2 separate regions of the Anas platyrhynchos genome follow, and region 1 is linked to region 2. A link is a contact called in public Hi-C data. All regions are on one chromosome and are shown on one strand. The core of a region is the stretch at or near the end of the contact, and the rest is flanking DNA. Distances in the headings are between cores, read along the strand shown.

Region 1 (5,186 bases), core at 407-2,906, 130 kb after region 2:
AAAAAAAAAAAAAAAAAAAAAAAAGCATTAATCTTCAATCAGCTTAGCTCCCTGAACGGGCTCACTACAAGATCGGACACATATCAGTGCTGGCAAAGAGAGATGGAGCAAGATGCAGGACCAGACAGTGGTAGTTCTGACATAGATAAACCTAAGTCTCCTCGGACATGGGCCTTTAGACAAAAAAATAAACTAGACTGTGTAGCATCACAACCATAAAATAATTCCCTAAACTACCGCTAACGTTTCTATTTACACAGCAAGCCCCTCCTTCAGCAAAAAAAAAAAAGAGCACAGCAGCACACATGTGCAGGAACACATATCTTTCTGAGGCAACAAACATTTTTCTTCCATGCAGGAAAATCCATCTTATTCCATACACGTCTCAAAACACACAGGCCAGCTAAGCCTACAACCTGCTTAACCCCAAAATTTTTCTACTGGGCCCCTAACGAGATATAAGAGCTGAACTCTGAGGGATGTTCAGCAAGGCTTGAACAGCTGATCAGATCTCTGCCAACTTTTACAGGCTTGTTGAAAGACAAAAAGAGCATTCCAGTTCAGCTCAGTTGGACTAGCTAAACCACAGCATTCCCAACTGAGTCCAGCAGGTTTTGACTCAGTGCTATTGTTCCTAAGCACATGGTAGACAAAACTCTTACTTGCTTCTTTTCTGTTGTTTTGTTTTGTTTTGAAGCATTGCCTCTCATTCCTCTCCCATTCCTGGCAATGCTTCATGGGATTTTGTTTTTTAAACACAAGGCTCTTGGAACCAACAATTCTACAGATATTTCTACTTCCCTCTGTAGACATCCGTTTCTCTTTAGCAACTGAGATCTTGTACCACATTTGACTAAAAGATATATAATCCTTGAAAGCATCTTGGCATTACTCCAGAAAGCACACCATTTTGCTTAATGTCCAAGTAACCCTGTCTAGAAGTCATAGATAGTCACATAAGTAATTTTCCATAGATACTTTACTTACCAGTAAAAAGTTTTTTACGTACTTTCCTCAAACGTCCACCTCCTTACTCTTACTCTACTTACTCTTTCACAAGGCTTTGGATTTTCTTATATGCAAAGCTAGTCACATGTGTAATGCAGCCAGCAACCTACACATTGAGTTGGTTATTTTGGTTAAACCAACATCATGGTGCACAAGTCCCTAGCGCACTTTGTGGGCCTGGACCCATGGCCATCCAGACAAGCACACTCACCACACCTTAGCTCCTTCTCTGCCCCTCTGCACCCAGGTTTCTTTCTCAAGGGGAAAGCAGGGCACATACTCACATGGTGCAAGCTGGCATATCCGCACAAGCAGAGGCACAGCCAAAAGCCAAGGCTATGTGGTGCGCTGCAATGTATCTTGCAACACACATGCAGTCCTCGTGTTTGGGACAAAAATCTCTCAGAGAAGGTGTGAGGACAGCACAAGTGGAAATACCCATACAAGCTTGCATAGATCCCTTAATCCTATGACACTTCCCAGCTTCTCTTAAGTTTATGATCTAAACACCCTCCTTAAATCCACATGCCTTTCCTCTCTTTCACTCTGCCAGTGGTCTGGAAAACCAGTCTGGGCTTTAACCAGAAGTGCTCATGCAGGAGGAATGGGAGGGTTTCCAGCCCTATCTCCATGCTGCTTGGTGAGGGTGTGAAATGAGGCTTCATACTCAGGGGAAACTTTTGAGTCATAGTCAGTGATGGAGATGACCTACTTCAGTATCCTTGAGAATCACTTTTACTCTTCATTTGTGACTCAAGAGTCAGGCCCAGGCAGCTGTATTTCTGCAATATTGCAACTGTCCCAGTAAAACCTGCCAGCCCTGACTGATCTTGGCACCTCTCTTCATACCCTGGGGACATTCACCCCTTCTGGCTGGTCTGCTGGCATGGGAATAGACAGACCATCTTGGTAAGCCGCACCAGGCCATCATTGCCCTTTGGTACATACGCAGCAGGATCAGCCCACTGGGGAGGGCCATTTTAGCATATACAATACAATTATGTCAATATCAAGAATTATTGGATTTCTCTCCAACATAATTTCATCCAATCAAGAAAAATGTCCTATTTGCTATAGCTGTAAGCTGACTTCCTTCCCCCCAAGACACGGCATTAACCTTCTCCACTCCATCAACCCACTCACTGAATTGTTGATAGCTGCTAATTTAAAAGGTTCTTAACTGGCTGCAGAACTGGACTGAGAAAAATAATGAGGATCGTTGCTACAGACATGAATCATCATTTGGATTTCTGAAGTAGGCAATCACATTTTTATAAGTATACATCTTTACTTAAGCGTAACCTGGATATTACACAGAGCATGGCCCTCCTCTTTGTGGGTATGGAGAGAATAACATGGCTTCTGAATTCAAAATTTAGATGGCAAGTTGACTCCGAAGAATTTTTAATCCCTTAACAATGTTATTTCCATAAACTTGTAAGAAGTCAGTGTTACAGGATTTCCCCAGAGAACAGATTGCCTAAGGGAGATTTCTGCCACCCTGGCCTCTGTGGACAAGATCACATTTTAGACTCTCTTAGCTGAAATATCTTAGTTGAAAGCAGCTCTAGTTTTGAAGCTTAGAGTTGGAGGCAATAAGAAGTCTTTGAAAATAGGAGCTAGTGCCAGCCCTCACTGGATGACTCAGGATATTTCAGTTTTCTCCTAAAAAGCGTTGGATCTGTTTGTATTTTCAACCCCCCAAAATGAAACAGTTTCAGAAGTTGAAGTCTGGTCTGGATGGCAGCTAAAAATGCTTGAAATGCAACTTGAGTGAACCCTAGAGGCTCAATATACAGAAAGTACTGTCCTCACTAGTAAATGAAAACATCACGTTCATGTTACAGAAAAGATGCCATCCTTGTTCTTTCAAGACAATTTCAAAAACTGTTTTTCGTGTAAGAAGTAAATGAGAAATTTTGTGAAAAGAAAAGAAACTGCAGCTTATTTGCTGGGACCTAGCAGAACTGACTACAGCTCTGCACAGACGTATTCTGTCCTATTTATAAAGAGACAAAATGTGTCTCCAAAAATGTCTCCCTTCATTCATTAGCACATAAGCGTGATTTACACCCCTCTTCTAAGAACAGAGCCTCATTTTCCTAAGATGTCATTCCACTTCCTTACAAGTTAAATTCTTCCCCATTTATTTCCTTCTTAAACAAACAAACAAACAAAGCAAAGGGAGAGAGTTTTTCTACATTTGTTTTCTATCTGGCTATGAATTAATTGATTTAAACTGATAGGCCAAAGGCAGATTTTTGGTTTTCTAAGATCTTATCATTCAAATCTTAGTTTATACAAAATGAGTAAGAGAGCTCAGCTATGCCTCAGTCATCAGGGTTTTCAGGGGGAAAGGAGAAATCAAGATAGTTTTCTAAAATCTGGTTTTGATTCATCTCAGAAGCAAATTAGTTTTCTTTCAGTCTAGCAAGGCAAGGTGCAGAACTATTCCATCTCTGGTCTCTTATTTAAAAAGGATTTCAACAACAGATATGAACTGCACCTTCATTTTCAATCCATAGAAGAGCTACAGAAGTGTTTCTTTAAAGAAAAGAGGCGTTAAGAAATGTTATTGAAATGTGGGAAAATAAATAACTTTTATCCCTCATGATCAATATCACTAAAGGCAAGGATACTGTCAGAAGCATAAATCTGAGACAGAGCTGAAACTCCCCCTGTTGGCATCTGGTAGGGAAGCAAGGGCAATACCTGAACACCATCTTTTTCATGTCTTCACAAATCATTTGGGATTCATTTAAAATGAACAGGTACAAATCTTCAGTTATTTGTTTCTTAGTGACTTTTAGAGGTGGGAGAGAAAGTAATCAGATTCTCTAAAATCTGTGCCATTGTTTCTCCATGCCCATCGTGCTTGGCAAACTGTGAGAACTGTAAGCAGAATATATGCACAGAACTCCACAGACTGGTGAGGAGAAGCTGTAAAGTAAGGAGAATTAACCATAGGGTGCAGTTCAGTGGAAAATAAGACATTAAAGGAAAAGGAGCCTCAAGCCATCCTGAGAGTCTGGAGAGGAGGGAGTAATGCCTGCTTGGTAGAGATGACAGGCATCAGGCAGTGCTTTTGCTAACAGCCTGTGAATTTATCCTTGAGTTCACAAGGCTGTGATGACACTATCAGTCAATTCATCCATCATTAAAAAAAAAAAAAAGGAAAAAAGAAAAAAGAAAAAAAAAAGTAAGCAAGCAAGCAAAAGGCAAATAAACAAATTGATCTATGTATGAAGCAGGTCTCTATCCAATGGCAGAAAAAAAAAAAAAAAAAAGAGAGAGAGAGAAAGAATTACAGGTATTAGGCTGGCTATGGGTAGAAAATGAAAAGTCATTGAATACACCTAATAAGCGCACTCACTTTGTGTCAGAGAAGCTACACATCCTGGAGGGATTCTTCAAAGATTGAGTTTCAGTCATTCTGCCAACTGCATTTGCTGTCATTTGGAGCAAATTCCTACAGTCTTTCTTTCCTTTCCTTTTTTTTTTTTTTTTTTTTCCTGTCATAATTAGCTTCCCAGACCATCTTTATATCTTTATACACATGGATTAGGGTTAGCACAGGCAGTACTGTTCGCCTGCAGATTGAACATATGCTGTGGGTCTTCTTGTTCCTTCCTTGTATCTAATGGTTCTTCTAACTCTCAAAATTCAGAGAAATGCATCTGAGAATGCCAAAGACAAGAACTAACAAGACTGTCAGTGCTGCAGAGCCAATACAACTATCAGGAAACAAATCAGAGCCTTTTCTGCCATGCGGATCACCAACACCCATGTCTGCTAGCCCACTGAGTGTAAAAATGTTACCTTTGACATTGATGTAAAAGCCATACAGATACCATTTACCGGTCAAGTGTGCCTAGCATTGAGTTTGGCATGCAGAAATATAGACAGATTGCTGTTCCAAATATGTTGCTGAAAGTACTGTAGAAAAGTCCTCTTTATATAAAATAACATCACTGTGACATGACCGAGTGAGGAATTTATGTAATGGTGGAAAGGCCTGGACAGCACAGTCTTGTGGCACTTGAGGTCTTGGAGCAAACATCCCACTCCTTTCTCATAAAAAAGCAGGAGAATATAGAGGATTGCTTTAAAACACGTTCAGTTTTTTCTTACCAAGGGAGGGAGCATTTTGTATTTGGGGTCAAATTCTGTGCCTTAAT
Region 2 (5,296 bases), core at 2,200-4,699:
TTTCTGAAAATGAACGTCTCTTTATTTAAAGGTGTAAAGAGGTCATTTTCCTGTACGTTTACTCAGCAGAGCTATTATACTCTTGATTTTTCTTCCACTACTCTAAGGAAAACTAAATACAACTATTCTTTATAATGCCATATACATGGAATCAGTTCCTTATTTGCAGGTAAGCTATTTATTTTTTCCTACTTAGCTTCAAGGCAATAATGATCATTAGGCAAACCTAGGGTTAAATAAACATGACCTAAACTGCTCACAAGTCAGAAGTTATTTGAAAGAGATATTCTAACATCAATAAATGGAAATTTGAAGAACTGCACCTGAAATATTTCAAACAAACCCCTCTCTTCAGATGCAAACATATTAAAAGCAGAAATGAAAAGGCAGAAGTATGCCTGAAATTAAAGTATTTCCTATCTCTGATACATATTTGAACTAGACAAGCAACTTTGCCAGAAGTAAAACATGCTAGTGCTCACAGACAACTGATAAACCCATAAGAAAGAAAGAAAGAAAGAAAGAAAGAAAGAAAGAAAGAAAGAAAGAAAGAAAGAAAGAAAGAAAGAAAAGGGAATGAAAAAGAAAAAGAAAAAACAGTCTCTAGTGACTATCCAGTTTTAAGTAGATTAAAAAAAAATGAGGAAAAGAAATCAGTACTCTCTGAAGTAGTTTTATATTTACCTATTTCAGCTCTATACATCTGCTCCTCTCTCCTGTTGTTACAGCAGTGCACACATGTAAGATACGAACTGCCTTGTTTATGTGCATGTACCAATGGTACTTCTGAAGCACACAGCCCTGGACAAGCCCACCTGCCAGGAATTCCCCTAAGGACAACACCATGAAACATAAGAAAATTTGCACCCATTCATAAAAGATCGCTTAAGGTGAAGACCACGTGGAACAGCTTAAATGATCTTGGGGTATTTTCAGACTTGATAACTCTTTTCTCCCTAATGACCCTATATGAAACCATAGTTCCTCAGGCACAGGACCATCCCCTTCCCTGCCTGTGTTACCTGTTACTGTTCAACTTGCCAGAGACAACCTGAAACCCAAGAATGTTCCCTGCACCATGACCTAGTACAAAAGCCAACTTCACAGCCGTATCCATTTCTGTAAATACACTATTACCACTATCTACCTGTTTGATGCTTCCTATGCTTCTTGTAATTATCCTTTCATTTGGTCACTTGAAGTTGGGTGTTTCCTCAGGCTTGCAGATGATAAAGGTCCACTGGGGTCAAGAGAAAGAGTCTTCCACCTATCTATCCTACTACCCTGTTCTAGGTTCTCCTTCCCCTAGATAAAAGCTAAGTTCATCTGAGCATTGGCTGTTATAAGGCAATACGAGCAGGGATGTTTTTATTGAAGAGAAAAGAGCATGAAATGAAAAGCAGTTGGAAAGTCATCCACCTTCATCCCTACTGAGTACAGCACATGAATCTTATGAGACACTGCACATGCTGATAGAAAAAAGCAAATTTCAAATAGTTTTTATTTAAATAATGCAGAATAGTAGACAAGAATAAGGTTACTAGCAAAATATGAACATTTCTGCAACAAGTTGTCAAAATAAAATCTTCAACCTCAGAACAAAAAGAGTTTTTCAGAGCTACATGTCGGAGCTGGGAACATTTGGCCAACATTTTCATCTTAAAAACTCATGAATGCATCTTTCAGCACAAGACATTCCAGCTTTCAGAGAGTATCTGAGATCTTTCAATAAAGAGAAGTAATGGTAAGGAAGCTGCATTACATAGTGATGTTTAAAGAGAAGGAGTGTGGCATGATAGGCAGGCATACAACCAGCTGAAAGACACTTTGAACTGTAATGCCCAGTAGGTATTTTTATTTTGTAATTTTTTCACTTATTTGCAGTAAGTGTAATTATTTTCGGTTCTCCTTTTTTTTTTTTTTTTTTTCCCATCATATAAAGTAATTAGGGAGTCAGAGTCCTTTGAAACACCCTCAGGACATAAGACTATCACCAAGTTTTTAGATACAAACAATGAAAGAAAACATGCATGAAACTGAGAGCATTCTAACAATGTTCCTCTCAAATCATATGTTTAGCCCACGCTCTGCATGTTTTGGGTTCTGGTCAGCAGAGTTAAAAATGCTCCAGCTTTTGCACACCTCTGTTTTTTTAAGACTACCAACACATATGAAAGCAGCTACCCATGACTGAACAGAGTTTTTATCCTAAGCTGTTGTACTGGTACTTTAACTTTTTATGACTCATAGTTTAAGTATTTGGGAATTCCCCTCTAAATATGAGTTTGACACACTTAAATTACGGAAAGTTATTTTATTCAAAAAGTAAGAAAGCAACATTCATGCAATCCCCAGGTCTATATTTAGCAACACACAATAGGTCTTTTTTCCAATAAAGCTTTTGCACCAATTGTAATTAAAGACAGATTGAAGGAAAAAAAAAAAAAAAAGAGAGAGAGAACAAGACTGAATAGCACTAGTAGCATTGAAAGGACAATCATAGTATTACACACCAAAGCAAACCCGGAGCATTTTTTCTAAACTATTCAAGCAATGTTAGGGCTATTTGCACCCCCTGCCCCCAGCTGCATTCTTGTAAGAGTGTTCAGCTTCTCTCTTACCTGCGTGCTGAGGTACCTTCTTGGTGGGCTGACCAGTCACTGCAGATCAGCTGACCAAAGTCTGGAAAAAAAGAAAATAAAATCAGCTGACCATGCCTGCTGGCTGGCTTCAAGCTCAAGCACTGCTCTCCACAGCACTTTGTCATGTGAGTCAGGACAGAACCAGCTGTCATTGCTTCAGAAAAAGGGAAACGGGCCCCTCCGTTTCCACCTCCTTCCTTCCTCCTCTCTCACTCTTTCCTATCTCTCTCTGCCTCCGACCTCCTCCCTTTCTCATTCTCCAGCCCTGCTCATTCACTGCCTGCCTGGCGGGGGTCTCCCAGGGGAAGCCACATTCCACAACATGCAAGCATTTCCCCTGCATCTTGAGGTTTCTCAACAGACTGCCTACACACTTCTCTGAAAAAAAAAAAAAAAAAAAGAAAAAAAAAAAGGAAAAAAAGAAAGAAAGAAAAAAAAAATCAGAGAAACAGAGAAAAGGCACCACATTCCACAGCCCTCAGTCAGCCCTGGCAGGCTATGAGGCATTTTCAGTCACACAGCACAAAATGCATTAGTCAGAGCTGAAAGACCACACACTTTGTACCACTACCATGCTAACAGAGAATGGTCTGAGCAGAGCTACAGGAAAAAGGAAAGGAGGGGTTCCTATCGTTGCTTCCATTTTCCATGGTGTACCCACCTAAACCTAGGAAAAATTCTCAGGGACAGCCCCCCAGCTGACATTCGCAGAAGAAATGCTGTGAGTGCGGGCAGCGGGGAAGGCTCTCAGCTCGTGGAGCGTGACCTTTACAGCAAGGACTCCCCCTCCCGCAGAATGCGTTATTCCAAAGACTGCAAGACATTATCTAAATCAGAACTTCTATCTCCCTGATGGTTTATTCGTAGGAAATAGAAGCCTAGAAAAAGCGAAAGTAATACTGCGTGATTCAGATTCCCCTAAACCACATATACTTTCAATTCAAACTTTTCTCCTCTTTGATACTCCCTATAGTTCTGCCACTATATCCATCTATGGAGTTTTCTTTTCTCTACTGACGCAGTTTCAGCTCCCCGTGTGTGTAGAGAATCTGATCAGCCAGGAACGAGGAGAGAGCTCAGTGTAAAAAACCCTCATTCCAAATCCAAATGACCTAATCGTTCATCTATCCGCTCGCTGCTTCCGTCCTCCCCTCCACACACACACACTTATCTGTTGCTTGAAGGCATTTTAGGAGTATGTATATGGCTTAGGAGAAAACACCACGTTTTACACTGCGTTATACAGAGAGCATGCTGTGCTTGTGCACTCGCTTCTGTCCATTGAAACCAGTACCACGTAGTCCCCAGCCCCAAATTCCCCGCTCTGCACAGGGACGGTCCCTAATGCGCCCTGCTAGGCGCACCGGCTGAAGTCAGCACCAGAAAAGGGTAGGGAGGCGGGGGGAAGGGGGGAGCTGAGAACCCTGAACCATTTGCACTGGAATTTCTGTTTAGGAAAGTCCATGCTTTAATGAAAGACTGATACCAGATACCACAAAGAAACTTTTATTTCTGCATGCACATGACTCATATACATTTTCTGTGTGGGTTATGTGGTTATGTTATGTTTCATCTTAAAAAAAAAAAAAGTTTCAAAGAGATCTTTAAACATTAGTTTTAAGAAAAACTTAATGTGTTTATGAACAATGATTGTTTTTAAACTGCCTTTTATTGCAGTGCTATACAGAGCAAAGACGCTAATGTGTGTTATTGCTACAGATCTATTTTGCATTTAATACTAAATACAATAATCAGTAAAAATATTTATTCTAAATGACTTCCCTAAATAGCTCCCAGAAAAGTAAACTAACCAAACCCTTGAGCAAAACAGACCCTCTTAGTTATAATGTTGTTTTTCTTCCCCTTTTCTCATTTTCTTGATCATGAAAATACATTTACTCAATATGTTACTGACTTAGATGTATTAGTTTAAAAAACAAACGGTAGCTGCTGCTGTGCAGTATTTCAGCAGAGGAAGGCTATCCAGAACAGCCTCAGAGACTGAACACTGTCGCCATTATAACAAAAGCATTAAAATGAATAATTCATGAGCAGAGGGACTACCCTACCATTAAAAGACACCGACTATTTCATGAATTGTCCAAAAGCTACCCCTTTTACTGCACAGCTCCTCCAACTACTTAACTATTCTTCAATTCTTCATTTTTCTAAAATGGCATACAGTAGTAATTAGCAGAAACCCATGGACCAGTTTTAGTAGATTTTCCTCAGGAGTAAGAAGTGAAGCTGAAAGAGAGCCGGAGGGGGGGGGGGGGGGAGAGAAAAAAGTGTTTATATTTGATGGATCTATTAAAGGGTGAATGAAACAGAATTTCAAGAGGCTTCTCTAAACTGTGCTTTCAAATCTTGACAAGGAAGAAGACAACAGTTATGTCCTTTGCCTTTATTTGGGACCTTCCTTTTCAGGATCCCAAAGTTTCATGACAACACTCGTGAACTAAAAGGCCTCATTAGTGAGCTCTTGCAGAACTTACTTTTCTCTTGCTTACAGCTGCAGAACTTAAAACTTCAAGAAGTCTAAATGATTTTCTCCAAGTCACACAGGAAGGCTTAGAGACAGCCAAGAACAGAGCTACAACTCCTGGTTAACAGTCGTGTGTCAAACAAAAAGAACAACTTCCTTGCTTTACAGC

Evidence for each region. A called contact is a pair of places that touch in the nucleus more often than the background predicts.
Region 1: a contact with region 2 is called in a Hi-C map of liver, with 4 times the contacts expected there. The contact joins two enhancer-like sites. A contact is called at or near these places in 2 of 8 Hi-C or Micro-C datasets (liver and small yellow follicle).

Annotation. Positions count from the first base shown.
Region 1 is chr1:124,610,550-124,615,735 of IASCAAS_PekinDuck_T2T, forward strand. All of the region lies in intron 1 of LOC110351493 (a long non-coding RNA gene), which reads left to right. Among named protein-coding and RNA genes, the nearest start is that of ICOSLG, 84 kb to the right of the region's middle. Within about 2 kb of position 1,657, at least 2 of the 8 cell types and tissues checked have an H3K27ac peak or open chromatin away from gene starts, as enhancers often do.
Region 2 is chr1:124,474,437-124,479,732 of IASCAAS_PekinDuck_T2T, forward strand. It overlaps LOC140001380, which reads right to left. Exons shown (of 5, transcript XM_072032834.1): 4 at 2,622-2,682. Among named protein-coding and RNA genes, the nearest start is that of DIPK2B, 190 kb to the left of the region's middle. Within about 2 kb of position 3,450, at least 6 of the 8 cell types and tissues checked have an H3K27ac peak or open chromatin away from gene starts, as enhancers often do.